Regions from separate parts of the Zea mays genome. Here region 1 is linked to region 2. A link is a contact called in public Hi-C data. All regions are on one chromosome and are shown on one strand. The core of a region is the stretch at or near the end of the contact, and the rest is flanking DNA. Distances in the headings are between cores, read along the strand shown.

Evidence for each region. Hi-C and Micro-C count contacts between places; a contact is called where the count stands out from the background.
Region 1: a Hi-C map of endosperm shows a contact between it and region 2, with 3 times the contacts expected there. The contact joins the promoter of LOC606417 here to the promoter of LOC100272916 in region 2. A contact is called at or near these places in 2 of 25 Hi-C or Micro-C datasets (endosperm and leaf).

What each region holds. Positions count from the first base shown.
Region 1 is chr2:210,332,835-210,335,881 of Zm-B73-REFERENCE-NAM-5.0, reverse strand. LOC606417 (protein disulfide isomerase 12) reads right to left here and starts at 1,458. Exons shown (of 15, transcript NM_001112292.1): 1 at 1,201-1,458. The coding sequence starts at 1,241.
Region 2 is chr2:210,144,208-210,147,373 of Zm-B73-REFERENCE-NAM-5.0, reverse strand. It overlaps LOC100272916 (putative cytochrome P450 superfamily protein), which reads right to left and starts at 1,499. Exons shown (of 2, transcript NM_001147368.1): 1 at 519-1,499; 2 at 1-380. The coding sequence starts at 1,482. LOC100278097 reads right to left here. Exons shown (of 3, transcript NM_001151488.2): 3 at 2,940-3,166. The coding sequence ends at 3,124.

The sequences.
Region 1 (3,047 bases), core at 209-2,708, 190 kb before region 2:
AATTATTACTAGATAGTAGATACAAAGAAATCATAGAATTTCACCACACGTAAATGTAACTGAGGAGAGAACAGAAAAAGTCAGCCATTCTGAATCAAATTAATCTCCAGTTTATTATTCTGGGGACTTGCAAATCAAGGACTAACAGCTTGCTCAAACAAAGGTTGACTATTGATAACAATAAGTTTCTGATCGAACGTGATTGATACATCGAAAAACTAAATAGTGTAAGCTACTCAACTTTCAAATCATAACAATAATGGTTCAGACCCTTGCACAATAGTTCAACATAGCATGAATGTATAACGTCTGAATAATAAGCAGTTATTTGTTTTAACAGAAACAGAATGGTATGAAAAGAACTTTGGCATGACTGGCTAAGTATGCTTAGGACCATTTTAGTCACTTTTAGCTCTTCGTGTTTGGATCTTTAGCCACTAAATGACTAAACTATAGTCACTTTTGCTTTAGCTCTTGGGATCCAAACGGACCCTTACTAAGGACGAGCTTCTGCAAGCAGACAAAGCAATGCCATCCAATCCAAAACTGTCCAATTAGCTTCTATTTTACTTCCTCCATTTCAAATTATAAGATGTTGTGGCTCTTTTTAGATACATAGGTTTTGATATGCACTTAGATCTACATCATGTCTACATATATAATAAAAGTAATGTATCTAAAAAAAAGACAGAACGTCTTATAATTTGCAATGAGGGTGTAGAATTTATTAGAATGGCATATCCCACCAGAGTGTAACACGTACTACAAACCGAAGCACCACTACAAAAGCCAAAATGAGTGGCAAAATAGCAAATTTCTCACAAAAACGAAATATACAGTAACAGTCAAGATGCAATTACAGATGTCAGACTCACACACCAACATTTTGAACACAGCAGCTACCGATTCATCGTGCGGGTCTCTCGTCTCTACCCAGCTAGAAACAGACAAAGGATACCCTCTCGCTGACGCAGAGTACCCCGCCAAAATGCGCATTCGCCGCGAGGCACACACCGCTGCCATCCAGGACTCACCCAAACGAAATCCGCCAAGCCCAACCTGACGAAACCACTCTCCGTTCTAGACTAGCAATATATATTCAATCCAACCCCAGGGAATCGCACCATCCCAGTCTATCCCGGAAAGGGGCGAGGAGTGGAGGTGCTCTTGAGATCTAGGGAGAACGGATCGGGAACGCACCTGTAGAAGTCGACGGACTTGAGCTTGCTGGACGAGATCATGGCTGCCAATGACCTTCGGATCTGCGGCGGGCGGCGGGGTTCGGAGAGAGGGATCTAGGATGAGGAGTAAAGGAGGATGGAGGTGAGACTTGTGTCGTCGTCTCGGTGCTGGGATCTCAATTCTCACTGGCGTGCAGTGAGAAGGGCACGCACGAACGCACCGACCTCGTGTCCTTCCTCGCCTCCCCAAAGGTACCAGTTGCCAGTTGCCACTTCTCGCCTCGTCTGCCTCCCGTGCCGCCGTGCGCCTAGCCTAGGGCTGGATGTCTTCTGACGGCTTCTGGGCCTGGGCCTGTATGTAACACGGGCCGGCCTGCCCGTCCCAAGTTGGTAGTGGCTGGCGGGGCTCGGGCGAAGGCCTGGACCTCTCTAGACCTGAAGCGGCAGGCACCGCGTGAGGCTGGCTTTATAGATCACTGCCCGCTTCTAATGGTGGGAGGATAACACAGCGGTGCACTGTAAGTCTAACTTCCTAGAGGTGTAATCGGATCGAATACGGACGGATATCAATAAAATCATATTTGTTTTCATATTTTTATTCGGATTCGAATATGAATACTGATGGCTTCGGATACGAATATAAATACGGATGTCCTCGAATACAAATACGGATAGTCGTGGGTCGAATACGAAACTAGTCGGATACGGATAGCGTCGGTAACGAATATTTTTATCGGATATCGTGTAAGATACAATTCCAAATATATCATAGTTATAATCATTTAGCTCCTCCTTTAGTCCAAACATTTTTTGAAGATTATATGTGGACATATGCTACGCCTCCATAAAATTCCATGAATTTCTACAAGAATATAACATCAAGCACCCACATGAAAATGATAAAAGTGAAGTATTGTTTATGTTGAGACTTAGATGTTTATGGTGGTTTTACATGTAAATCACACAAATAAGTGGAAATCAAATGAAATAATCATTGACATCTTGTGGATTTTATGGTTCAAACATTTTTGAGGATGCTATATGGACATATGTTGCACCTACACCAAATTTCATGAATTTCTGAGACTATTTGTGTATTATTAATTTCTTTCTGCAGAAAATCAATAAAATGCATTTAAATCCATAAAATTCTCTAGTATCGACCGAAAATTGCAAATAAGTTACCAAGACTAATAAATATTTCATAAGAAGATAACCTCAAGTCCCTATATGAAAATGATAAAGTGAAATAAAGATTATGTTGAAACTAAGATACTTAAGCTCATGTCACGTGTAACTCACACAACAAGTGGAAGTGAAATGAAAATAATCACCGACATCTTATGAACTTTATGGCCGAAACATTTTTTAGAATTTTATGTGGACATATATTACCCCTCTGTCAAATTTCATGATTTTTTAGATTGTTTGTGAATTATTATTTTCTTTATGTAGAAAATCATCAAAATGCAATTAAATCCATAAAATATTATGATGTCGACCGAAAATGGCAAATAAGTTACCAAAATTAATACACATCATATAAGAAAATAACCTCAACTCCACATGTGAAAATGATAAAGTGAATTATTGATTATGTTAAAATTTGGATACTTAAGGTGATTTCACATATAACTAACGCAACAAGTGAAAGTGAATTGAAATAAACGCTGACAATCTTTAGATTTTATGGCCCAAACATTTTTTAGGATGTTATATAGGCATATATTGTCCCTCAGTCGAATTTCATGATTTTCTGAGACTATTTGTGTATTATTATTATTTTGTCTTGAAAATTATCAAAATGCAATTAAATTCATAAAATATTTCAATTTCGACCAAAAATTGCAAATAGATTACCAGGAC
Region 2 (3,166 bases), core at 250-2,749:
TCTCACCAGGTGGTGCATGGTCACCAGCGTCTCCACCCTGGCGAACTCGATCCCCGCGCACAGCCTCTGCCCGCCGCCGAACGCCACGAACGAGTAGGGCGGCGCCTGGCTCTCGAACCGGGACGGCTCGAACTTGTCCGGGTCCGTGAAGATGCTGGGGTCCATGTGCGTCACGCTGGACGCCCAGAACACCTGCCACCCCTTGGGGATGCAGTAGCCGTCGAACTCGATGTCCTCCAGCGCTCGCCGGAAGCTGCCGAAGATGGGAGGGATCATCCGCAGCGTCTCCAGGGCCACGCGCCATGTGAACCTCATGCGGTGCAGGTCCTCCCAGGTCAGCGCCTCGCCGTCGGCCTTGTTCTTGGCAATCTCGTCGTGCTCTGCGGCCAATATTATGCATGCATGCATGCCATACATACAAACATGAGACGTCCATCCATGCCATGGTCACGAGCATTTGATTTATCTACGAAAGGCATGCCGCATGCATAGCCGCGCGCGGTCTATTTCTCGATTACCTTGAACCATGGCGGCGAGGGTCGCGGGATCGCCGGCGAGGTGGCGGACCATGAAGGTCATGAGCACGGACGACGTGTCGTGGCCGGCGACGAGGACGACCATGGCGTTGTCCACGATCTCCTCGTCTGTCAGCAGCCGCTGGCCCCCGGCGCCGTCCTCGGCGCGAAGGCTGACGAGACAGCTCAGGAGGTCGTCTGCGGGCGACGCCTCGCCGCGCTCCAGCCTGGCCTTCTTCTCCCCGAGCGTCGCCTCGAGCACCCGCCGCGCCCTCGCGCTGGCCCTCACGCTCCTGCGGAACGCCGTGAAGGGCAGGTCCAGCGGCACGGACCACATGCCCTCCAGCATGTCCGCGAACGCGGCGGCGAGGCGCTCCCTGACGGCGCCGCGATCGAGGCCGAAGAGCAGCGTGGCGATGATGTCGAACGTGAGCAGCTTCATGAGCGGCAGCACGGCGACGGCCCGGCGCCCCGCCCACCGGCCGTCCAGGTGGCGCGCGACCTCGGCGTCGATCGCGCCCACGTACCGCCGCAGCATGTCGGGCTTGAGGAACTGCATCATGGCGCCGCGCACGCGCCGGTAGTCGTCGCCGACGAGCTCGAGGATGTTGCGGCGGCCCAGGATGAGCGGCAGGCAGCGGGGCTGCTTCGGCGCCAGCGCGTCGCTCGCGAACACGAGCCTGTTCGCGGCGGGGCCCGCCACGAACACCGTGGGGGCGCCGAACAGCGACAGCTTGGACACGGGGCCGTACCGGTCGATCCGGTCCCGCAGCCACCGCTCGCCGGTGTTGCTCCGCATCGCGCGCAGCAGGCCCAGGCTCTGCCCGATGATCGGCAGACCCAGTGAGCCCGGGGGCAGCGGCAACTTGCCCGGCAACGGCTTCTTGTTGGGCCTTGTGAACAGGTAAAGAAAAAGGGCCGGCGTGAGGAAGGCGACTAGGAGCGCAACGGCCACGGAGGCCGCCATTGTTGCGTGCTAGCTAGCTAGAGCTAGCCTAGAGCTCGTTGACTAGCTACTCGTTATGTAGTTGGCACCAGTGATGGTGGTAGGGTGCGGCAGAGATCGGCGAGGTGTCGAGAAGGTGAAGCGGACAAAGCGGCATCTTCACGTAACGTGCAGCATCGGGCCGGGATTTCACCTGCCTCGTTCGGTTGGAAGCAGCGTGACAAACATCTGGGACAATCCAGACCGTGTTCACCAACGGAATCTAGCATCGCAGATTCCCCCTAGCAAACAAACAAACTGTGGGTGTGTTTGGTTTGACTTTTGGCTTTTGGCTTTTGCCCCCTAAAAGCCAAAAGCCAACCAAAGGGTTAGATCCAGGAAGCAGCTTTTTCTAAAAGCTGGCTTTCTCACAGTGCAAATCTGAAAGCACCACTGAACCTGCTTTTAGTGGCTTTTCAAATGGAACTGTGAAAACATATATCGAAGAACTTTTAACGACTTTTAGTGGTTTCCACCAAATAGTTTTTAGCTTTTTAACGGCTTACAGCCTACAGCAGCTTTTTCCACAGCTCACAGCCCACAGCAACTTTTTTCACAGCCACAGCCCAACCAAACAGACCCTGTGTGTTGCTGCAAGAATTCGGCTCCAAGCAATCGCTGCAGTGCTGCACGCTCAGAACCAGCCAGCGGAATGGGGACTAATTAATGTTGTCATAATGTCATGTTACATGTGTTCATCGTTAGAGTTTGTATGTGTAAGGGCATGAGACTCAGTTTCGGATTTTAAAATATTCTGATAATTAAAATACTGCACAATACAATCCTAAGACTCTAGATAATAAATATAAATAAGAGACAATATTTATAGAGAGTTCTGAAGAATGGACTCTTTGCGAAGAGCTATTTTTTCACTTGACTCATTAGAGACCTCTTAAGAGACTTTATATTAAATAGGGTTGTACATATCTAACGGTATGTTAATCTTGCAATAACTATATTACCGAACATGGTGGCGTGGATGCTGTCGTGGCTGGTCATTCGCGTTGGATCATGATATACGTCACGACAATTAGGGTTTAAACGGTATAGTTATTTTTTTCGTTCGACAGTCAAACTGAACAGGACCAGATAGTTTATTTGATACACGTTTTGAGCATTGCACGGATATACACATGTAGTTTTTTTATATCAAATATAATTACAATTTAACTAGTATATGTTGTATATATCCAGTCAGATTTGCCCGAAGAAAATGTCCGACGTGCATTTAAAAGACCCTCTCAAACTTCAATACTGAACAGCACACACCCTGAATTTTTAAAGCCAGACAAAATATTCTTCTTGACCATTGCAAATTCATTCATGGGTTCGTTTAGAGGCTCAGGTATTTGTTTTAAATTCTTAGATTTTGAAACTCAATTTCTTTTAATTTTGAAGTGTCGTGTGTCATCATTGATGGAGGAAGTTGCAGCAATTTAACAAGTACTATCAAAAAGCTTAAATTGAACATGTGTCCACATCCACATCTTAACTAACTCATGCCATCATTGTTTGGTACAGTGTTTGCCTCACTAAAATACAATTGATACACAGATGATTTTGTTGTCTTCACATTTAGCTGCCGTACAAACATGTACACGGAACACCACACGCCCAGCAGATTCACTCGGCACTCACCGACATATAAACCTTGTTGCCACCGGTA